Regions from separate parts of the Mus musculus genome. Here all the other regions are linked to region 2. The links are chromatin contacts, called in public ChIA-PET, HiChIP or PLAC-seq and promoter capture Hi-C maps. All regions are on one chromosome and are shown on one strand. Each heading gives the region's core, a stretch centred on a gene start, on an enhancer-like site or on the middle of the called end of the contact. The rest is flanking DNA. Distances are from core to core; before and after follow the strand shown. Region 1 holds the start of Cd247 (CD247 antigen). Region 2 holds the start of Sft2d2 (SFT2 domain containing 2). Region 3 has its middle 69 kb from the start of Gm26685. Region 4 holds the start of Rcsd1 (RCSD domain containing 1). Region 5 has its middle 8.1 kb from the start of Gm39691.

The links. Promoter capture Hi-C pulls out the DNA fragments that hold promoters and counts their contacts. ChIA-PET counts read pairs in DNA pulled down with a chosen protein or histone mark. HiChIP or PLAC-seq counts read pairs in DNA pulled down with a chosen protein or histone mark.
Region 1: a contact with region 2 is called in an RNA polymerase II ChIA-PET map of memory CD8 T cells, with 19 read pairs. The contact joins the promoter of Cd247 here to the promoter of Sft2d2 in region 2. A contact is called at or near these places in 1 of 39 promoter capture datasets (erythroid cells) and 1 of 115 datasets of contacts at active chromatin or transcription factors (memory CD8 T cells).
Region 3: a contact with region 2 is called in a promoter capture Hi-C map of pre-B cells, with 2.2 times the contacts expected there. The contact joins the enhancer-like site here to the promoter of Sft2d2 in region 2. A contact is called at or near these places in 5 of 39 promoter capture datasets (the 3T3-L1 cell line, 3T3-L1-derived adipocytes, cranial neural crest and 2 more) and 2 of 115 datasets of contacts at active chromatin or transcription factors (bone marrow-derived macrophages and pro-B cells).
Region 4: an H3K27ac HiChIP or PLAC-seq map of thymic regulatory T cells shows a contact between it and region 2, with 2.6 times the contacts expected there. The contact joins the promoter of Rcsd1 here to the promoter of Sft2d2 in region 2.
Region 5: a FOXA1 HiChIP or PLAC-seq map of pancreatic cancer cells shows a contact between it and region 2. The contact joins the enhancer-like site here to the promoter of Sft2d2 in region 2. A contact is called at or near these places in 2 of 39 promoter capture datasets (the 3T3-L1 cell line and stem cell-derived epiblast-like cells) and 6 of 115 datasets of contacts at active chromatin or transcription factors (astrocytes, cardiomyocytes, embryonic stem cells and 2 more).

Annotation. Positions count from the first base shown.
Region 1 is chr1:165,787,356-165,790,055 of GRCm38.p6, forward strand. Cd247 (CD247 antigen) reads left to right here and starts at 1,326. Exons shown (of 8, transcript NM_001113391.2): 1 at 1,326-1,531. The coding sequence starts at 1,474.
Region 2 is chr1:165,193,065-165,195,764 of GRCm38.p6, forward strand. It overlaps Sft2d2 (SFT2 domain containing 2), which reads right to left and starts at 1,369. Exons shown (of 8, transcript NM_145512.4): 1 at 1,176-1,369. The coding sequence starts at 1,238.
Region 3 is chr1:164,570,663-164,573,362 of GRCm38.p6, forward strand. No RefSeq gene overlaps it. Among named protein-coding and RNA genes, the nearest start is that of Gm26685, 69 kb to the left of the region's middle. Within about 2 kb of position 1,284, at least 48 of the 459 cell types and tissues checked have an H3K27ac peak or open chromatin away from gene starts, as enhancers often do. A contact at or near this core is called in pre-B cells and pro-B cells, where this site is marked.
Region 4 is chr1:165,706,705-165,709,404 of GRCm38.p6, forward strand. Rcsd1 (RCSD domain containing 1) reads right to left here and starts at 1,390. Exons shown (of 7, transcript NM_178593.3): 1 at 1,187-1,390. The coding sequence starts at 1,192.
Region 5 is chr1:164,480,274-164,482,973 of GRCm38.p6, forward strand. No RefSeq gene overlaps it. Among named protein-coding and RNA genes, the nearest start is that of Gm39691, 8.1 kb to the left of the region's middle. Within about 2 kb of position 1,443, at least 44 of the 459 cell types and tissues checked have an H3K27ac peak or open chromatin away from gene starts, as enhancers often do. A contact at or near this core is called in pancreatic cancer cells, where this site is marked.

The DNA of each region.
Region 1 (2,700 bases), core at 76-2,575, 590 kb after region 2:
TATGTGTATGTATATATGTGTATATGGTGTATGTATGTGTGTGGTGTGTGTATGTATATGTGCTATGTACATGTATGTATGTTATGTGTGTGGTATATGTGTGTATGGTGTATGTATGTGTGAGGTATATTTGTGTATGGTGTGTGTATGTGTATGTATTTGTGGTATGTATGTGTATAGTATATGTGTGTATGATGTGTGTGTATGTATGTGTGGTATATATGTGTATGTATGCCATGTGTGTGGTATATGTGTGTATGGTGTATGTATGTGTGTGGTTTATGTGTGTGCGTGTGTGTGTGTGTGTGTGTGTGTGTGTGTGTGTAGCTCAGAGGACATCTTACAAGAATGGCTTCCCATCTACCATGTGGGCTCTGAAGATGGAATTCAGACTGTCAGGCTTGGCAGAAACTACCTGAACCAGCTCTCTGCCTCCAGATTTGATAATATTGTCTTTCCATTTAGAAGGCTGGTAGACTGAAAAGTAACTGTGGACTTCTTGACTTTCTTTTTTAAATCAAAGAAACCAGAGGCACCCTCCCATCCACATGATCCTTTCCGGGTCTCTGTCCCGTCTCAAAGCTTGTGTACACTCACCTACAACTCTCCGTTATGCTTATTTCTCAGTTTTATTTTTTATTTTGTTTTGAGGCAGTCTTGCTACACAGCTCAAGTTGGCCAGGTATTCACTGTTAGTCCAGTGTGACCTCAAACTCACACTCCTCCTGCCTTTGCCACATGAGTGATACGATTTACAGGCAGGCAATCTAGGCCTGACTTTTATCGTTTTCTTACTGTAAATGACCCCAAGGGTGAAAAGTTGACAATTAGAGGAAGCATGTGACCTCGGTTTGGTGGCACATACTGTAATCTTGACCTGTGGAAAGCTGAGGAGGGAAAATTGTGAGTTCAAGACCAGCCTGGATTAAATAGTGAGATTTGTCTCAGGGAAAAGAATTTTGAAAACAATGTAAGCTATAGTATTTCACACTATTTATGGTCTGAATTGAGGCCAAGTTCAGAACTATACCTCAAATATCCTCCTTTCTTTGTGCTTCAGATAAAGAAGCTGACGTCTGGAGATGCTTCAAGGCCACACAGCAACTTAGATATATGCCTAGGGTCTGACTTCAGCAATTGAGAGTCACGTACAAATTAGTAAAGAATTAAAATAATAAAAAAGTACATTAAACTACAGTCAAATTGAAGAAAAAGCAAAATTCAGACGGATGCACATTCTTACACCCCAAACCTCCAAACCTTCAGAACTTCCTGCCTATGAATCGAGAGGGGGAGTGAGAGGGTGTCTTGCTGGCAGGTGCTGTCTCAAAGGCCCACAGTCCTCCACTTCCTGGGGTGTCAGCCACAGAACAAAGCCAGCAGAGACTCCATCAGCGCCTCCTTTTCTCCTCATCCTCCCAGGCATAGCTGCCTCTGCCTCTGCCTCTGGGTACCATCCCAGGGAAGCAGAAGATGAAGTGGAAAGTGTCTGTTCTCGCCTGCATCCTCCACGTGCGGTTCCCAGGAGCAGGTAAGGGCTCTGTTTCCCGCGGCTCGACCCTTTTAGAGCCTCTCCGTGTGTCTGAGGGGCAGCGGAGGGGTGCCAAGGACCTGGTGCTTCTTTTAAAGCTTGTCTTCCCAAAGTCAACGGGCAGAGTGGGCAGCGGCAGTGTGGGCTTGGGTCCCACCCAGGCGTCTGCTCTGTGACAGCCAAGCTGGTTATCGGTTGGGGGCCAGCTGTTTGAAAACACAGTTGTAGATTGTCTAATGATAAAGGCAAAAGAAAAAGACTGTGGAGGGAAAGGGCAAGGAGAAACGCAGCGAGTCAGCAACTGAGACAGCTCTGCGCGGACGGGAGAAGCGGCACAGGATCCGAAACACCAGCCAGCTAGGCCTCGCTCCTCTACTCTGGTTTCCAGATATCATGACTCCTTCCGCCCCTCTCTGGTTGGCATTGCCGCTCAGCCCCGTTCTTTCCTCCTTTGCCAATAAAGGACATTGCCATGGTCAGTCAGAAAGGGTCATGGCCTGTGACCCTGAGTATCCTGAAACATCTGGTAGAGGCCGAGCCCCTACAAGAGAACTTGAGGCAGGGAGGGAGGGAGGCGTACGGAGTAGGCATCCATATTTGCAGCCTTTTGCAAGGCGCATTGCCACCTTCTGGCCCAGAGCATTTAAGTCTAAGCTCACCCTGTCAAGGCTGTCCCCCACATCACAGCCACCAGCTACCCTATGACATACTGATTCTCTGTGATATACTCACATGGCTCTCTATCTGAGCCAAGCAGCCAGAGACACGGACAGAAATGCTAGCAACAGGTTGAAGAATATGTGTTAATACGTGACCATCACGAGTCACAACCAGCCCAGAAGACAACTTGCGCCAGAGCCCACTGCATCCCTCCAATGCCTGGCATTTGGCATGCGGTAGCCTTAGTGTGCTTCCTAGTTCAGCAGTCGGGGTGGAAGCGAGGGAACAGAAGACAAAAGACACCACTCACAAGATTGGTGTCATGGCCGTTTTACAAGAAATGGGACAATCTGTATTTGAATCTAGAAAGACAAGGATGGTAGCTGTAAGGGGTACCCTTCCTCCAATTTAGAGCTCTCCTGAGGGTGACAGTTTGTCGGGTGACAAGGCAGGAATGGCCAACACATGATTGTTACCACCAGGAAACTGCACAGTCCTGGGCTAGCGTC
Region 2 (2,700 bases), core at 119-2,618:
TTCTTGCCCACCTGTGTCTGATGTAACAGTGACTAACCTCCCGGAAACTGCTAGGGAAAAACACCTTGGAATTTATTATCTTAACAAGGTTTTCGAATGCTATCAGGCAGCCTCTGGGAGCCACAGCTGAGATTCCTCCACACTGCCCTAACTGCCTGCTTACCGCTTCCACTAATGCTTCTGAAAAGTACCTTAATTTGTTAATTTGTTCTGTTACTCTAAGAACTTATCAAACTGTTATCATGTTGGAACACTGAGTTTGCAGAAACCTGAATCTGTCCTGGGGCCATGGTCACTCGTATTTGGCTTCAAAATAATTTATTCTCTTTGAGATGCAGTTGTGTTTTGTTTTGTTTTTTTGCAAAGACAAAACTCAGAACAAAATCAACCACAGAAGTGAGCGCAGAATGTTGGGGAAACCACAAGAAAGTCAAGTAAACACTAAAGAGGAACTCCAATTTCCAAGGAAAAGGGGCTATTGCATCTCGTTCAACACCCTTCTTTCTCAGAAGGGGAAACCGGGGCTAAGGATACATCAAGTAAAACGTAATTCTGTCTTCAATCAAGAAAGGAAATGTAAACAAACTTCCAAAGCACCCAAAATATGACATTCTGAGTGGCTCTGGAGCACAGGACTTTTGTGGTCAAGTTTCAGAGCCATCAAAGCCCTACTAACAAAACAAACACACTGGCAGTCTCCGAGCGTGGTGAGAATCTATAGTTTAGAAAGTAGCCCTGGAGATTCGGAGACCTGGTAAGTCCCTGTTATCAGGCGTTCACGGAGTTTTACAATTACAAAGCAGAACGCATAAGGTCTGGCTCTCACACCCCACAACCTAAACTAGTCCGCGATCCGGCGGTGGATCCTTCCACGAAGGCCGCCGGCCTCGCCCAACTCCAAAGGGCTCTCTCTCCCTGGCCGGTCCGGCTGGGATGGGGCTCGGGGCCCGGATTCCAGGAGGCCCCGGGATCCACACTCCCACTCCACAGATTTCTGAGGTCTTGCTTCAGAGCCTCAAGCCCTTCGGAGGGAAGGTTGGAGAGGGTTCGGGAGCCACGCCTTCCACAAAGCTCGCGCTGCCACCTGTGGCTGTGTCCCGGCAGAGCTCGGCGCGGCGGGCCGGAGGACAGCAGGGCAGCTGTCCAAGAAATGCCAACTCCCCCGGTGCACGCACCTCGGACAGACCGCTGCGGTCCTCGGTGTCCTGGCCGCTCAGAACTTTCTTCAGCTTGTCCATGTCAGGGTCCCGACCGCCGCCTTTGGCGTTCGCTCCGCCTACCACTCTTCGGGGTGCGCAGCCGCCGCCCCTCCGCCCGCTGCCAACCACGGCGCGCCCCGCCCAGGCACCTGCCCACCTGCCCGCCCGGCATGCCCCGCGCCAGCCACGCCCCCTGAACGAGCTCCTTGGGGTCACCCGGGGCGGGGCCGAGAGAGTCGGGGTGAAGTCGGCCAGGCGATACCTAACCCGGAAGCTGGCTGCGCGCCCGGGCTTCACGGATTCGTTCCAGCGCCCAGCACCACCATGTGCCAGGGCCTGGAACAACGCAGGCCTTTCGCAAACTTACCCATGGATGCTGAAGTTAATCCGCTGGTGGTTGTACACCGCAGATCTATAAAAATATATATTTCCCACGTTAAGTAGAACAAATCAGTGTGCAACAGGCTGGAGCAGTACAACCCTGTGTATTCTTAAAAGCAGCAATTCCTACGTCATCCCTAGGGGAAATGGCTCGGGAGATATGACTTGGGCAACACCTGAACAGATGGCAAGTGGTGAGAAGAATCAATATTTTCGTGTTTGGTAAATGCTTTACTTCAATCAGTCTGCAGCACTACTGAGGCTATGAAGCAGAATCCATATGAAGTCATGGGCTCTTCCAGACAGGACAGAAATTTGCTCACCTTGCACACTGGTGGCCAGAGATATCTGGAACACCTATGTTAAGATTAAACTAGTTCAGAAAAGGCACTGAGACCAAGGTGTAGCTCAGTGAGAGAATGCTTGCCTAGCATATGCAAGGCTTTGGGTTCAGTTTCCACCACTGTCCCTGCTTCCCAAAAAAGGGAAAGGAGACCACAGAGGAACTTCAGAAACACCCCCTAGGTCACTTTACCTCCCACATATTTTCATGTGAGGTCTCCAGCGTCCTTCTTCACTTGTATAAAAACATAAAAACATAAGACCAGCTGCTGCTGCCTCTGCAGGGACTCCTCTTACCTGCCACATTTTCCAGTGAGTCCTTACACCTCTCTGTAAGACGTCAAACATCAGAGCACAGTGCAAAGGCTGTGTCCTGAAAGATCCACTCTAGCTCTGTCATTTGCCACTTAGGAGGCCTTGAGCTAGAAGCTCCTTAGCCTTTCTGGTCCCCAGCTGATTTCCTCTGTAGAGTGAGCACAATGGCTTCCAAACGTGACTGTGGAAAGCAAGCATGACTGTATAGACAGGTCTGGAGCAGAGGGGAATTTAAATAGCATTTAGTAGAAGCTGTCCTTGTTCTCTCCTAGCCTGATGGCTTTTCCAGCCACCTGTGGTGAGGTGATAGAACTGGCCCCCACAGGCTCATGTGTAAACACTTGGCCCATAGGGAATGGTACTACTAGGAGGTGTGGTCTTGTTGGAGTAGTTGTGGCCTTGTTAGAGGAAGTGTGTCACTGTGGGGGAAGGTCTCCTATGCTTTGACGGCTCCTATGCTCAA
Region 3 (2,700 bases), core at 34-2,533, 620 kb before region 2:
GCCATTCCCTCAGCACTTTTTTCTTTAAAAAATAATTAGCATATACACTAATTGCAGTGGATTTTGTTATGACGTTTTCATGGATGACAATGTATTTTGATCACACCCACTCCCTACTACCCTCTTTTTTCCTTTACCATTATTTTTTTTTCTAGTTGCCATGGATATAGTAGTGAGCGGTAGAGGCAGCCCCAACTCTCCATGCAATCAGCAGGGGGAGGGTAGTCTGTAAAATAAAGTAGTAAGAGTGAAGGCTGACTCGGAAGCACTCAGGATGGAAGGCTTTAGGGAATGTTCTACAGGGGTGGCGATGCTATGTCCCACAAACTGTAGATGGTTCCGAAGGACCTGAGGGCATGGGGGAGCAACTTATAAGAGAGGACATTCCAAAGAGAAATAAGATAAGAATGCCCTTGTCAGAGACTGCTGGGTGTGATTGAGGAATGCCATCAAACAGAGCAGCTGGCCAGAGCAAGAGGAACAGCTGGCAAGAGGAAGAGAAGAAGACAGAAACTGGGTGGGTGAGAAAGCATGGGCCTTGGAGACCCTGGTGAGGAGGCACGTTTCAAAGGATCCTTCACAATGAATAGATCGAATGGCTCCTGTTTTACAGATGAAGAAATGTGTATGGAGACATTTCACAGCCACCCAAAGGTACCACAAGGTATCCAGGGATTTAAATCTAAAATTCCAGAATCTGGTGTGCTTCCCGTTCTCTTTCACCTCTGTCCTGAGGATCTTTCTCTTATCGTCCTGACTCGATGCTTTCAATAAGCTTGTCCCTAGCAACCATATAGCTTGAAACACATTTATAAAGAGTTGACAATAAAAAGTCACAGGGCAGTGGTGTGAGAAGCAAATTAGATTATAAGATACTGCATCTGTTTAATTGGAATTTAAGATCTAGAGAGCCAAATGATTTAGCTGTGACAAGATGAAAGGAAATCTGTGGCAAGTCCTGGAAAGTTTGAGCACAAGGTCTTGTTAAACAACCAGAGCCCCAAGAGGCCAGTGGAAATGAAGCCAAAGCAACTGCTAGGTCACTGGCCTAGGATAAGACAGAGCTGGTCTAAACTTTCTGTCCGGACAGTCATCTACAGTGCTTACCGTGAACTGTCTGTGCTTTGGCTCAAGGTCCTTCAAGCATGGCTATACAAATCAGGAGGAGTCAACCTGTCTTTTCTACATTGCTTCAAAATTCTGGTAACGGGGGCTTGGCAGGCCACATCCTGCCCTCAGATATGACTATTTTTAGTTGAGCTATGGAGCGTACATTCTACTTTTGGTTGAATTTGACACCCACTCACTCATGTATTGATGCTGTGTGTGTGCTCCAGGTATCTGATCCCCACATAGGTCCAAGGAGAGCCTTCATATAGAAATGAAAGGACAGTACAACCTGATCCACACGGGTTGGTTAGGTGTGTAGAAGCTTGGTGCTCTCTGTCTTCAAGCTTGGTTCACTCTTCTACCGTCAGCTCTCATCAATGAGCAAGCTCTAAGGAACAGCAGGGTAGCTCCAGGGATCTAGGTAGATTATAAACCAGAGGCTCTGCTGGGCCTTAAGCCTTAGCTGTTTTCAAAGTTTATCACAGTCATCATGTGTGTGTGTGTGTGTGTGGAAACCACATTCTAGGAGAGACCTACCCAGCACAGGTTTGGACAACAACCTACAGCTGTTGAAAATCATCAAATGAGAGTGAGAAATCCACGAAAGACACCTGCCATTCTGATAAACAAGGGAGGGGGCAGAGCCCGAGGAAGCTGTCCCGACAGGTCCTGACCACATGCTCAGTCATGTGAAAGGCCAGCTGGGCCTGCAGTTTCTATCACAACGGCAGGAATTCCAAGAAGAAAACCCTCTCTTCAAAGTGTCCCCTCTCTCCTGATTGTTGTTGCCTAACATTTCATTCATGTATAAGCAAACAGGTGAATATAATTTGAGGTAAAAATGAAAAGTATAGCAAGGGAGAACAAGAAACCATGGAAGAGGCAACATTTTAGTTTAAAGTCAGTGCAGGAGCCAGCAACCTTTCCATCATTTTAAGATAAGGTTGTCAGGAGACCAGGGGAAAGAACTGATGATAAGGTTTCCTAGAACTGATTTAAAAATTACCCCAAACTTAATGACTTACTTTGAAACAATGGAAATCTACTGTTTCATAGCTCTGTGGTGTGTGTGTGTGTGTGTGTGTGTGTATGTGTGTATGTGGTGTGTGTGTGTGGTGTGTGAGGTATGTGTAGTGTGTGTGTGCTGTATGTGGTGTTTGTGTGTGGTGTATACCTGTGCTGTATGTGAGGTATGAGGTATGTGTAGTGTGTGTGTGGGGTGTACATGGTATGTGTGTGTTGTCTGTGTGTGGTGTGTGCGAGGTGTGGTGTGTGTGTGTGTGTGTGTGTGTGTGGACACGTGACTAATGCACACATGAAGGCCAGAAGACAACCTGGGGTGCTGGTACTCTTCCCACCTTGTTTGAGGTGGGACCCCTTATCATTCACTACTGATAACTGACCTGTAAGCTTCTGCCCTCTCTCTCCTCAAAGGCACACTTGGATTACAGACATGAGATGCCTCAGAAAACATTCATGGGCTCCAAAGGTCGGAATTCCAGTCAGAAGGCTCACGTGGCAAGTGTTTTATCCACCAACTGATATAAGAGAGCTATTATTCCAAAAGGTGTTATGAAGCATGAAGTCCCC
Region 4 (2,700 bases), core at 140-2,639, 510 kb after region 2:
GTCCATCTCAGACCCCAGCCCCCCAGGTACTCAGCACTCCCAAGTGCCCAGAATGCAAAATGCAACCTTGCTACTTTAGGACAACTGGTTGAGCTAAATATGCAGCCTTGCTATTGTTCTTTTAGAGCAGACAGTGAAGCTCAGAAGAGATGAGCGGACTCAAGCCTGGAAGGGATTGAACTTCTGTGCCCGGGATCTCCGCAGACCTTGGGCTAAGGAGGAGCTCTTTCCTTTTGAGTGGGAGGAGGAATCACCTTTAGGCCTGTGGGTTTTCATCTCCTTTTTTCCTCTTTGAAAATCCCAGGTCCTACTGAGATTGATTAGAATACAATAAAAGGTCACAGTTTCTTTTTCTTTCTTTGAGTGTGTGACCCTGGGAGTTGAACCTGGGGCTTTGCCAATGCTGTGCCTCTGAGTTCACCTGCAGCTGGTCTGGGTTTGAAGGGAAACATTTCTTTGGAAATCTATAGACCTGGAGGAGGAAGCTAGATGAACTAGCTGGATGGAAAGTAGTGGCCAGTATTCTCCACTGAGGTTGGAGAAGCGCAGAGAAAGTCTGGGACTCGCCCCTGCAAACCTCTCAGATACGGCTACCACACCCCAAGGTGCACACAACCTCAGGAGGCAGGGCATCTTGGAGAGCCTCTAATATCTCAGAAATAAGTTTATCTGATCGGCGGCAAGGGAGCTTTTCAGAAAGTTTTGAAAGAAGATGTGACAGAAACAAGGGGCATCAGAAGTAAGAGAACAACTGGTCGGAAAAGCCACACTGCAATCAAAACGGGAAGCCATGCGGGCAGAGTCCCGGCTTCAACTGCCAACTCTGTTTCTCAATGCCTGAGTCAGGGTTGCTGGAGTTTTGTTTTGGGGTTCTTGGTTCACACCTTTATCCGTTTATGACTTTAGTTGTACCTAAGTTTTATTTTCTAAACCCCCCCCCCAAAGCACGTATGTGCACAGTCAGAATACCTGAACCCCTACAAAGGCCCCTCCTTCGCCTGAAGTCCTTTCCTGACAAGCCCACGCCTGCCCACAGGGGTCTCCGAGGAGCAAGGACCAGCCTTTCTCAACTTGGCCTACGCGACCTTTCGGCTGCGTGCTCCCTGCTGAGAGCAGGAACGGCGACCTGGGCAGGAGCGCTCTGACCTCCCTCTCCCCCAGGCCCGTGTCCCCGCCGGTCTTTTACCTCCATGTCCTCCAGGTAGTCTTCCTCCGGCTGCGGATACGCCCGCTCTCTCGGGTTAAGAGCCCACGATCCCCGCTGTCCCCTCGGCTCCCAGCCCGGGTCACTTTCGGGGCTGTAGCGGGCACAGGGCGAGTGGGCGGCGGCGCGCGCCTGGCTGCACTCGGCTGCGGGACTGCCCCAGCTGGGGGCCCTGCGCCAGAGAACGAGGAAGGAGGAGGAGGAGGGAGGGAGGGACCGAGGGACGCAGGAGGAGGGGAGGGGAGTGGAGGGGAGCAGAGAGGGAGGCCGGATCGGGGTTTAAATTTAGACACAAATCTAAACAGATACTGTCCCTCCCAAGGCAGGACTCAAGAGCCCGAGCCGCCACGACTCCATTAATCTGCCCAAACATGGGCTGGGCAGCGCCGCGCCCCCTTTCTCGCGGAAGTTTCTCAGGACCCTGGGCTTTGCACTTTTTTCAGACCACCTCAACTCTCCCTCTTTTAGCCTGCCTTCTTTACTTTCCTTGTGCCTCAAATTAGAATTGCCTTTTCATCCTTTTTCTCTTTGCCATTTCCTTCTTTTCATACCAATTTTCCCAGCCTCCGTTCCTCCTCCTTCTCCCTCCCCCTCCCCCCATCCTCTCCTGTATTACTTAACCTAATACCTGGCCTTCCTGTGTTCAGTAGCCTTAGCTTTGATACCTCTTTTCCTGGATTCCATTTGCAGGAAACAATTATCAGTCTGTCCATCTATTATCTATCTGTGTATGAAGAAGGAGAGGAATCCAAGCAAAGTTTCCCCAAGTTTCCTGCCGCATGCAGCAGGCTACTCTTCTCCTCTGCTCTGATGCATGCAGCTTAGGGGGTTGTGGGAATATCTGCTTCGACATGCTGCTTGCTAAAGGACCTTTTTCCCATTCCTATTAAATATAGCAAAGGGCACGGTCCTAAACATCCAATTCACATAAGGCCCCCGCTTAGTAACTCTCCCCAGGGAATGTCGGTTTAAGGCTGCGTGGGAGGGATGTAGGGACTTGAATCTGTGCCGAGGCCATTGTCTGCTGCTACTGGGTTATAGCTCTGGGTGTCTCTTCAGGGTCCCATTTCTTCAGGGAATTGGCTGATAAGGATGCCTGTGTGTCTTCTTACAGCATCCTTCAACTTTGTACTCCAAACCCAGACCTGCTATGCAAGGGAGAGAGAGAGCCAACACATTGGTGGACCATAGCACAGGGCATTGGTGCTGCCCCTGTGCAAAGAGCCCAAGAGAAACCACTACCACAAACCAGCAGAGAACTCACCCACATTGCAAAGGCTGCCCCGACTGCTTCTCATCACAGTTGGTCTATAGATCTTGACGTCACAGGCCTTCTAAATCTTACCTTGTAAACCATGAAGTCAGGGCAGCCTCTGTTCATTGAACTCAGCAGCATATAGGGGCAAGACCTCTGCTTCAGAAGCAGGCAGAGGGTGAGATTCTAGTCCGATGCTTTCTAGATGAGTTCCTTTAGAAAAGCCTCTTATCTGATCTTC
Region 5 (2,700 bases), core at 193-2,692, 710 kb before region 2:
ACTTACCTATCATGCCAAAGCCTTGGATTCTATCCCTAGCATCTAACAAAAAGAGGCCTGTAGTAAGTACACCTCTGTAATCCTAGCAATTAGGAGGTGGAAATGGGGGATCAAAAGCCCAAATTTACTTTACCCATGACTATGTAGAGTTCTAATATATATATATATATCTCCTATCAACCTGGCCCAGAACTCACTTAGTAGCCTTCTCTGCTCTGTTCCTTTTCCATCTGAGCTTCCTCCACACTGGGATTATGGTGTGTACTTAAAAAAGTGTAATGTTTGATAAAATACTCAAATGCTTTAAAGGCATAAAATAAGATAATCATATTTTTACACAAGAGCAAATGTTTTGATAAAGAAAGTTTCAGTGGATCTGTCAGGAAAGAGTGGATCTCTTAGAAAGCTGCCTAGCTTAGCTCGCTGGCTGCTCTTCTGGAGGACCCAGGTTCAATTCCCAGCACTCACGTGGCAGTTCCCAACTGGCTGTAACTCCAGTTCCAGGTATTCCAACACCCTCACACAGATATACATGGAGGCAAAATATCAATGCACATAGAATAAAATTAAATTAAAAAAAAAGCTGCCTAGGGAAAAGGCCACTTTAACAATGCTGATGAATGCAGGGACAGGTATGTAGACATCTCTCATCTCACAGAACTTAGGATCTTCCTGTGTAAACACTTAGCAAACCTATGTTGTAAAGAAGGCTTAACTTTATCAAGTCAATTATGGGATATCTTTAGCAAGAATTGAAACCCCAAATAGCCTTTCTTTACAAAAACTATTGAAATGAACAATCACGCTGGGAAAGGGGACTGGAAAAGTAGGCGAGATTTATTGTTGATGAACATTGGCCTTTTTATAGATTTAAAGTTTAACTTTTATATGGATATGTTGAAGGCAAAGTACAGACTCCAGGTGTATACTAGGCTCCCAGCAGGAAGGAACAATGATCAGTTCGGAGCACAAAGAGACACCTCTAGCACCATCTGAGTTAGTAAAAGCTGCCCTTCAGCCAGCACAGGAAGATAGAGATACATGGCTGGGCCTCAGTGCTTTGCAATTACCCCAGTTAACATAGTAGGTTTCCTATAACTTAAATAGCTCAGATGTATAGCTACAAATGTAGTCAGTCAGTCGTTTAAGGCAGGAAGGCCAAAGAAAAATAGTAACTATGTGATTAGTACATACCACTCCCAGATACTATGTAATTAGTACATACCACTCCCAGGTGAGGCTGATTGTCCACAGGTGGCCTGCCCCAGATGGTAACCTACCTCATGCCTCACAAAAATCTGAAATTTGTTATACTATTAGTTTTTATCCTTTTTAAAACAAATATTGCTTTAAATAGTCAGCGTGGCTGTCATTATGTCCTCAGTGACCACAGTCATGGTCTTCACTTCATGAGTCAGGCTGCCTGAGATCAGAATTCTGTCTCTATGGCTTCCTAGCCCAGTGATTCAGCTCGTTGTGGAATAGTGGCGTGTGTTTACTCTGTTTACACTGAGGCCGTGAAATGAAACCTTGTTCAGCCATAAAGGTCATTCCCCTTCTTTTCCTAGAGGTGGAGTTGCTCTGATCACAGATCTTAGCAGCTTAGCTAGATCTTCACTGGAAACATATCTAGCAGAATATTATTAGCAGCGCTGTTGTATCTGGCATGGATCTGTAGTGATTGCACCTAAGCTCTGACGTAGCCTTTTATCAGTGATTGTTATCTGAGATTTTAAGGGGTTATTCTTTTGAAGGATTCTCAGAGCCTTTGCATAACTTAGTCCACAGACCTGGGCAAACCAGGAAGTCTCCTCTGGCTGAGATCTGCTTAAATAATTGGTCTTTCAAGACAACCCGTGGATCAGATAAGTTTTGGTATGCGGAGATTGACTGGCTAAAGCTGCTTTTTGTGTAACAATAGAAAGAGCTGTCAGGGCTTGCGTGGCCATCCCCATGCTGCTGAGAAGTTTAAATGCATCCTGCAGTGACTCTGGTCTTCTATCTTTTTAGTTCTGTCCCCCCCAGAACACCGACACATACACATTGGAGTAGGGCTGAGGAGATGGGGCAGTGGTCCAGAAGTGCCCATGTCAGGTGGCTCACAACTGCCTGTAACTCCCACTCCAGTGTATACAACACCTCTGGCCTCCCCGGGAACTCACACATGTGTCACACACACACACACACACACACACACACACACACACACACACGTGAAAATAAAATAAATATAGTTTAAAAAGACATTTTGATAAGGAAAGGGTAGGGATTTTTTTAGTCATCAAAAACAATTAAATCCCCGGGCCGTGGTGGCACACACCTTTAATCCCAGCACTTGGGAGGCAGAGGCAGGTGGATTTCCGAGTTCGAGGGCAGCCTGGTCTACAAAGTGAGTTCCAGGACAGCCAGGACTACACAGAGAAACCCTGTCTCGAAAACACTAAAAAACAAAACAAAACAAAAAAAAAAAACAAAAAAAAAAAAACAAAAAAAAACAATTAAATCTGTCTGGGAAGTGAATGATCTAATAGCATCCTGTTTCCATGTACTTTTGTGAGTGAAGGGCATCTAGAAGAGAAGACCTTACTAAAAGTTTGGCTTGAACGCTCAAAATTTAATCCTATGAACTTCAATATGAGATTCACAACTACATGTAGAAACTAGAAACTAAAAAACGGACATTACCTAACATCCAGAGGA